Linked DNA regions of Callithrix jacchus: region 2 is linked to region 1. Evidence: chromatin contacts called from public Hi-C data. All regions are on one chromosome and are shown on one strand. The core of a region is the stretch at or near the end of the contact, and the rest is flanking DNA. Distances in the headings are between cores, read along the strand shown.

Region 1 (4,388 bases), core at 544-3,043:
GATTCAGGGATCCAGGTTCCTTCCAGCTTGTTGCTTTAGACCATTGCCCTTGTCTGCAGGGTCATATCTGAATTGTGGGCATTTTCCTACTTGTGGGAAGGGAAAAGAAAGAAACTCTGGAGCACTCAGCTTGTATTTTAAGTTTGAGTACAAGTTTTAAGTTATCTTTTAAGTCAAGTAAGCTGGGCTACCTCCCAGGAGATCGCCTGGGATTTGCATATATCTCTTCTGCTCACATCCCATTGACTCAAACTTCATTAGAGATCCACCCTGGGTGGAAGAAGGAAGTGAGGTCCCTGACTCAACAGCATCCACCCTAAATTCTATCACCATGACATGAAAGAGGGGGATTTGCAGGGGGGCGGTGGTGGCAGGTGTGGAGGGGAGGAATGGATTTCAGGCACTCTGCCTCAGAACCACAAGAACAGGCTGATCTAGTTTTTGTGTCTGCTTATTAATAGCCATTGCATGTATGGCAGAACTGGTCTCAGAATTGCTTTCATGGTAACACACGTGATGGAGACTTGGTCACTCCCAGTGTGGAGTGGTAGGCCTCACAGGGAGCTTGTGGGAAATGCCAGAGTCAGGCCCACTGAGTCAGAATCTGCCTTTCAGCACATGCTGAGGCGATCCATGGGGAATCAGTCTCCCCACCTTCATCTGGTCTTGATTGTGTCTTCTTACACAGACAGCTTTCCATCCACTTGAAGAGCCCAGCCAGCATCTATGAAGTTGTTGGTCAAACTGCCACTAGGAACCCACTAGTGAGTAGTAAGATTGTCTTAACAGATCACACCCAGCACTGAAAGAAAGGTAGAAAAGACATAGCACAGAATCAAAGAAGAAAACAGAATGCATCACACTAATTAAGGTTAAGTGTCATTGTCAGTTCTGTATAGATATGTGTGTGTGTGTGTGTGTGTGTGCGCACGCGCGCGCGTGGATTTAAACAGACAACCTACTGTAGGTCACTGTCAAAAACCCTTAAGGAGTGTGAGCAGCACGGAGATGGAGGCTGTGACTACTTTGCAAAGCTGGGGCACACAGCCCTGGGGCTGAACACCGCCTCTCAACAGTGTGGTCTCCGCCAGTATCGAGCCTCATTTCCTCGCATGCAGAACGGGTTACCTCGGACCTGCCCGGTGTCGTGGCGGCGACTGGGACCTCCTGGGAATGAATTCCTGCGCTCCCTCCCTTCCCCTTAGTCGTGCCCCTTTCTTCTTACGGACGGGAGAGCTGACTAAATGCAGGGTTCCCAATTCTTCGGCCTCAGTTTCCCTAAGGAGCTCATGTGCGCGTTCAGGGTCCTTGTCAGCGCGGCGTACAGCAGGCACGGGTGCCGGTGGGGAGGGGAATGATCTACACTTGGCCTCGTGACCCTGCGGGCGCCCGAGTTCTAGGATGAGCCCCGGGCGTGGCGGGGGAGTGCACGCATCCCGGCTCCACCCGACCCTGGGCACCCCCAGTCCCCAGCCTCCGCCAGCGGGCGGTGCGGCAGCGCCACCGTGTGGCTGCGCGACATCAAAGCGCCGCGCCTCTGCCCCGCTGCCCGTCCTACGACGCGGAGCCTGGGAGCGATTTCCCGGGGGCCGGGGCGGTGCAGGAGGGCATCTGGTCCAGTTCCCCGAACCACCTCAAGATTTTCTTGCACTCCCCGCGTCCCCCGGCGGGGCTCAGGGTCACAGCAAGGAATGGACGGAGCGGAGGCGGTGCCTCCTGCGCTCAGTGTAGGGCGGGGCCGAGGGCACCTCGGCGGGACCAGGCCCTCCCCGCCCACCCGTAGTATTGCCCAATCCCAAGGTGTGGGTTCTGCGTCTACACTTAGATCCGGCAGGTGCAGGAGGAAACATGGACAGTGCCCGAGGAGGGTGCCCAGACGAACGTGGATAAAGGGACAGTCAGCAGGGAGCTCCCCAAACTCCTGGACCCGGGCCTCGCCTTTGGACAACGACTGCGTCTCAGGTCCCAGGGCGGCCTCGGGTCCCCAGGTCCCCAGGTCGCGATTCCAGGAATCACCCCCTGGAGAGCAGCACGGACACACTCCAGACGTGTGAGTTTCCCAGCGCCGTGCCGGGAGTTCAGGGGCGCTGGAAGAAGGAAGAATTCAGCTACGTCTCTGCATCCCTATTACTGCGAGGACGCGCCTCTTCGCCAAGCCCACCGCGGGCTCTTGCTCACTGAGGCTCACCCTGGGTCTGGCACTGCGCTGACGCCCTCAGAAAAGAACCTTACAGACATTTGACAATTTAGAGCGGAGTAAAATGAGGCAGAAGAGACTAATTTGCTAAGGTCACGGGATAGTAAGTAACAGACGGGAAGCCAAGTCTATCTCCCAAGCTTATCACGTTGGAGGAGACACAGCCTTCGGGTCCCTATTGCTTCTCCACCCCCAGCCTTTCCCGGGGCGAGCGGGAGAGGCTTTTATTGAGCGGAGTCGGGGAAAACTGGGGATTTGGGAAGAGAACTGACATCTGACCGGAGCATGGGACTTCCCACTGAGCCCTGTGGCCACCGCGCCCAGGCAGGAGCTCCAGGCCGCATCCCTATCTGTAAAATAGGAACGCAGGAATGTTCCTGCTGCCTGTCTGTGACGCACGTCCCCTTCCTGCAGCCTTCCATCTTGACAATTTCAACTCTCACATGGAGGAAGAGAGTCAGGAGAGATTTCCATCGAGAGCCCCACTTTAATTATCCTGCGGGTTGGGAGGATGCTGGGGTTGCCCAGGGGGATAATGTTTGTGATTAAATCCACTTAATCTGGTGCAAGTTACTTCCAACTTTCTGAATCAGCTCTCTTGTGATTACTAATAACAGCAGATGACTTTAAAAGCACTCATCGAGTCTAAGCAGAATTCAAGATGAACAAATTTAGTGTTTACAAAAATATCCTATGTGGTAACATTAGACTCGTTGTCCATATAAGGAAATTGAAGCACAGGGAAGTTAAGGAAGCACAGAGAGTCAGTGGCAGAGCCGGGAGTCACACCCAACCATCCAGGCTCCAGAGGCCCCTTCAGCCACTATGTTCCTGATGAAGACAAGACATCCAGAGCCTCTCCGGGTTTTCTGGAGTGCAGAGAGAAGGAAGATGTACCCTCAAGGAGATGCCGCTTTTTGCATCTTCTTTTGTAGTCCTAGGAGATTTTCTTCACACTGTTCAACAGAAAGAAAAAAGAAACGTAAAAAGTAACTCCCTTTTGTTCCTGTTCCTGAGAGTTCTCTAAGGGAGGAAGAAGTTGTCTGTGCCTAGAAGTAATATCATTTCATCATACAAAGATACATAGAGACCAGTGTAAAGTTCCTTCCTCCTAAACACTTCATTCTTTTTATTCTGCATGGAAATATGCTTATGTTTTGAGAAAAGATGTCCACCGTTTTACAGCTCTTAAAACAACAAAAGCAAGGAAACCAAAATTTTGTGTATTTACATGTCCTATAGCATGAACAGTTAGGTTCTGTGGCAGACTGTATGTTTCAAAAGTGGCCACCACAATACATCACATTTCACATGGTGTGACACCCCTCAAACCTGGGTGGGTCTGGGCTGACTTCTATATCCTCTCTCCTTGAACCTGGGTAAGCGTTTGTGATCAGTTGATTGTGGCAGAGTGATGATGAGATCATAAAAATGCTGGATCCTAAAAATCCCGTGTGCATCTTCCTTGCTGTCTTGGGACACTTGCTCCTGGAACGCAGCCACCATGCTGTGAGGAAGCCAAGCAGCCACATGAAGCAGTCACGTGTAGGTGCTTTGGTAACAGTCCCGGCTCAGGTCCTAGCCGAGGGCCAGCATCAATCCCCAGATATGGGAGCAAGTGCGTCCCCAGACAATTCTAGTCCCCAGCTTTTCAGCCACTCCAGTCAATGCTGTATGGAACAGAGGTGAGCTGTCCTTGCCTAGCTCTGCCCACATTGAAGATTCATGAATGGAATAAGCAATTACTGTTGATTTAAGCCACTACGGTTGGGAGGTTTATTAATTGGCAATAAGATGACCGGAAGAGGGTTTTCACACTTTTTTCACTATTGTGAACTGTTCTGCAGTGAGCTTCTTTGAGCATAGTGCCTTCTGTACATACCTGATGGTTTCTTAGGGAGACTTCTAGAAGCGGAATTGCTGAGCCAAAGTGCAAACCTCAAAGGGGAAAGAGCAGTTAAAATGAATTAACGATATCTACATCTAACAACATGGATCCATCTTGAAAACATATTAAATGAAGCATGCAAGGTATAAAATGATACCAAATAGTGTTAGTTATGTAAAATTCTGTGAACAGTGAGGAAAAAGTTTGTATTTTGTTTATGGGATCATTCGTGTATGTAGTAAAAGTATGAAAACATCTAGGGGAGTGATACACACAATGCGTAAGTGTGAAGCTTTGGCAGTA
Region 2 (4,388 bases), core at 644-3,143, 910 kb before region 1:
TATAGATTGCACTTTGTACATCCTAATATTATACCACATTGTCTCCAGTTCTCTTTATTTAGCTTTGTTTTTTCCCTGTCCTCCCATGTTTATTCTAAAGGGATAGAAGTAGCTTAACTTTTCTGAATTTTTTCTTCTCTCACCTCTGCTCTTCTTCCTGCTTCTCCCCACGAGATAAAAACCTGTCCGACTCTCCTGTCTTCCAAGCGATGCTGGCGACACTCTAAGTGACATGAGTGCCCTAAGACACCCATTTTTTTTTGGTAACTAAGCATTCAGTGACTGAAACTTAGGCCTTCTCTAGACATTTTTATTTATTTATTTATTTTTGAAACAGATTCTCAATTTGCCCAGGCTGGAGGGTAGTGACACAATCTCAGCTCATTGCAGTCTCTACCTCATGGTTCAAGTGATTCTCATGCCTAAGCTTCCTGAGTAGCTGGGATTACAGGTGCCCACCACCACGCCCAGCAAATTTTTGTTTTTAGTAGAAATGGGGTTTCACCATTCCATGTTGGCCAGGCTGGTCTTGAACTCCTGGCCTCTAGTGATCTGCCCGCCTTGACCTCCCAAAGTGCTGGGATTACAGGCATGAGCCACTGCAACCAGCCACTAGATATTTTAAATCCTCTCGAGACCTCTGATTGTATGTGTGGCCTTCACCTCACACTCAATGTGGCCACCATGCACTCTTGCCTTCTTTTTGTCCCCTAATCACTGTAAGAGAGATCTTTGCCCTTGCTCTTTTATTCTCAGGCTTGTATCTTTCTTTGTTTTGCGAACGAATATTTGTTAGAATCTTCTGCATTGCAGACACTGGGATTATATGAAAATGAACAAGATAGACACAGCTCTGCCCTCTAGGAGCTTAGAGTCTAGTTGAGGATATAGGTGGTTAGAATCCAAGATGGTTAATCCTGAAAGATGACTACAAAATGCTATGGACAAGAAGAATGCTTAATGCAGACTGGGGAGGAGGCACCAAGGCTGACTTCAGAGGAAGTGATGGCCTGCATAGACTTTGCCTCAGCCAGGCAAGGCATATTCTGGACAGTAAGCATCTGCAGAGGTCAGTGGGAGAACATGAATAACTGAGAGTTATTACACATGATTAGCCTACTATCAAATATACCTATTTTTTCTTTTTTTGATGAGTGGATTGAACCAGAAGGATGAATGCAGAGTCAGAAGACTGGAGAGATAGACTGGGCCAGATGATAAGGGTCTTGTAAGCTTTGTCGAAGAGTTCAGGCTTTATCCTGAGGATATCAGGAAGCCATCGAAATGTTATATGTAGGCCTGTTGCCCAGGCTGGAGTGCAATGGCAGGATCTCAGCTCACTGCAACCTCCTGGGTTCAAGTGATTCTCCTGCCTCAGCCTCCCAAATAGCTGGGATTACAGGCACCCACCACCACACCTGGCTAATTTTTTGTACTTTTAATAGAGAGGGAGTTTTACCATGTTGGCCAGGCTCGTCTCAAACTCCTGTCCTCCGATGATCCGGCCCACCTTGGCCTCCAAAGTGCTGGGACTTCAGATGTGAGTCCCATGCCTAGCCGATGTGATCAGACTTATAGTTTACATGATCTCTCATAGTGTAGTGTGGAGAATGGATTAAATTGTGGCCAGAAGAGCCTCTATTTGGGCTGATCCTAGGGACCACTTTCCCAACTTAACCTTCTCTTGAGCCCCGCTGGGCTTGTGCAGCCCAGCATGTGTTTTTCTGATTAGCATAAGGGCTAATCTCAAACATCAGCTCCCTTTCTCTAGCTTCCTGCCTTAGAGGCTGGGACTGTATCTTCTCCCTTGCTTTGGGCTGGCTCTTGCTCTACACTAAATGTGTCATCTGAAGCACCAACTAGATCCTGGTTTTACTGTTGGCCAGAGAGTCTGTTGTTTTGTGCACTATCTTGGCTCCCCTGGGATTTAGGCGCCAGCTTAGATATAGCCTGAGTTCAGTGATCTCCTTTGACCCCTGAAATTCATTGCCATTTACACGGTTGGTCCTTTCTGCTCAGCCAGTCTGGAAAAACCTGCTGCTGAGGAAATCCCCCTAGCCCTCTCTTTCCCACTCGTAGTTGAGTATCCTAGATACTTCACCATTGATCTCCATTGTATACCTATATAGAACAATACATTGGATAAGATGGATTGAGGTAAGGTGAGGGGAACTAGCCTGCAGGTTGAGTATCTCTTATCCAAAGTGCTTGGGACCAGAAATGTTACAAATTTTTTATTTTTTCAGAATTTGGAACATTTGCATATGCATAATGAGATGTCATAAGAATGAGACCCAAGTCTAAATACAAAATTCATTTGTTTCATACATACCTTACACACAAAGCCTGAAAGTAATTTTATACAATATCTTTCATAATTTTGTACACAGAAAGTTTGTCTTAAGTACCTATGTGTGGAATTTTCCACTTGTGTTGTCATATTGGTGCTCAGAAAGTTTGAGATTTTGGATTTCCAGAGCAAGTTACTTCTCTGTGCCTCAGTTTCTTCATTTATAAACTACAGGTGTTAAGAGAACATACATCAGAGTTGTTTGGAGGATTAAGTGAGCAAATGCCTATAGAAACACTGTGCCTGGCCCATAATTCGCTCTCACTACGTATTCATGTTGTTATTACGGTGTCTAGACTTAACCCTAGGGAGAATGGGAGAACATAAAACGTTTTTGACTTCAGGAATATTTGACAGCAGCTAAATGGGTATTAATCTTGAAAGGTCCACCCCTCCTCTTCACTATGAATAATTGAGAGATGACGGTGGTATCACATCCTGCCCAGCTGGGGGGCTGTTCCAGTGAGTGAGTAGATGTGAGGGAGAGATAAAAATAGCTCACTGATATCTAGTGCTCACTGTGTGCCAAGCCCTGTTCTAAATGTGTTACTTGCATGAATTCATTTGATCCTCACAATGACCCCATGAGGTGGCTACTGTGATTATTCCCATTTTACTGATGAGGCAACAGGTACAAAGCAGCTGAGTGACTTAGCTAAGACCCCGTTAACTGCTGGAATTTGGCTTTAACCAGACAGTCTGACTCCAGATTGGAAACACAAGTAGATCCAGCCACCGTGTAAAGGAGGGTCTTTGCCTTTCCTTTTTCTGTCTCCCCACAGGTGTACCTTTAGAAAGGGATTTTGAATCTCTTTATCAATCAGATCTATTACAGTCTGTAGATTTTGAAGGAACCATTTTAGTTAAGGGCCTTTCCAGTTCAATTTCAATAGAATAAAGATCTAGACAGTATATAAATTTTCATAGTAAAACATAGAGCTATATAATCTATGGCCATAACCCTTTTCATAGCCTCAAGGTTGGGAATATATGAAAACGCTTTAGCTGAATTGTGCATTCTTTTTATAAAATCCCTGATTTCTGGCAATTTGGTCATACAGTCTTTTGATAAAAATATCAAAAACCTCATACTGCAATACTATAAAATGTGACTGTGTTAATGGCCAAAAACATCTGTATTTCAGACTGTCATGAACTGTTTAAACATCATATAATAGGAAACATTTATGGCTTAAATAATTGAAGTCTGCATTTCTCAGAATTCATCTGCTCATCTCACCCTTTTGTTAGACCTTCAAACAAATCACAGAATTGACCGACTTGAGTTTCTCTATAAGTCTTTCTTCTCCATCATGGGGTGGTGGGATATACAGGGGGCTGTTGGTCAGTTCTTTAAAGTTTGGATATCATAGTCATGGGAAACTGAGGTATGCAAGTCTGTTAACCTCCCTGGACTTCAGTTTCTACTTCAGAAGGACTTCTAGCTTTAAAATACCTTGATTCTTTCTTTCTTTTTATTTTTTATTTTATTTTTTTTATTTTTTTGAGACACAGTCCCACTGTATCACCCAGGCTGGAGTGCAGTGGCGTGATCTTGGCTCACTGCAACCTCCACCTCCCAGGTTCAAGTGATTCTCCTGCCTCAGCCTTCTGAGTAGCTGGAACTACAGGTGTGCACCACCATGCCCAGCTAATTTTTGTATTTTTAGTAGAGACAGGGTTTCGCCATGTTGGCCAGGATGGTCTCGATCTCTTGACCTCGTGATCCGCCCACCTTGGCCTCCCAAAGTGCTGGGATTACAGGCTTGAGCCGGCCTGTCTGCCACAATTCTCTCTTTCTAAACATTTGTTTACTTACTCTTTAAAGAATATTATAATTGATTGTACCATGATCTAATGGTAAGAAATAGAGAAGAAAATAAAATAAGTTAGTTTTATTAGTTTCATTGAACATTGTTTCACAAAAGTTCATTAAGCACCTACTACGTACATGATAAATACTTGTTTCACTGTCCAGTATACTAATAATGTTAAATTCCCAGAATGATTTGGGATTTTCCTTCCCTCAATTCTCCCA

The links. A called contact is a pair of places that touch in the nucleus more often than the background predicts.
Region 2: a contact with region 1 is called in a Hi-C map of induced pluripotent stem cells, with 3 times the contacts expected there. The contact joins two enhancer-like sites. A contact is called at or near these places in 2 of 3 Hi-C or Micro-C datasets (induced pluripotent stem cells and skeletal muscle).

Annotation. Positions count from the first base shown.
Region 1 is chr8:123,893,711-123,898,098 of calJac240_pri, reverse strand. LOC144577454 (a long non-coding RNA gene) reads left to right here. Exons shown (of 2, transcript XR_013521460.1): 2 at 1-4,388. Among named protein-coding and RNA genes, the nearest start is that of TTC8, 200 kb to the right of the region's middle. Within about 2 kb of position 1,793, at least 3 of the 16 cell types and tissues checked have an H3K27ac peak or open chromatin away from gene starts, as enhancers often do.
Region 2 is chr8:124,799,811-124,804,198 of calJac240_pri, reverse strand. The region is part of intron 5 of EFCAB11 (EF-hand calcium binding domain 11); the gene reads left to right. Among named protein-coding and RNA genes, the nearest start is that of EFCAB11, 46 kb to the left of the region's middle. Within about 2 kb of position 1,893, at least 2 of the 16 cell types and tissues checked have an H3K27ac peak or open chromatin away from gene starts, as enhancers often do.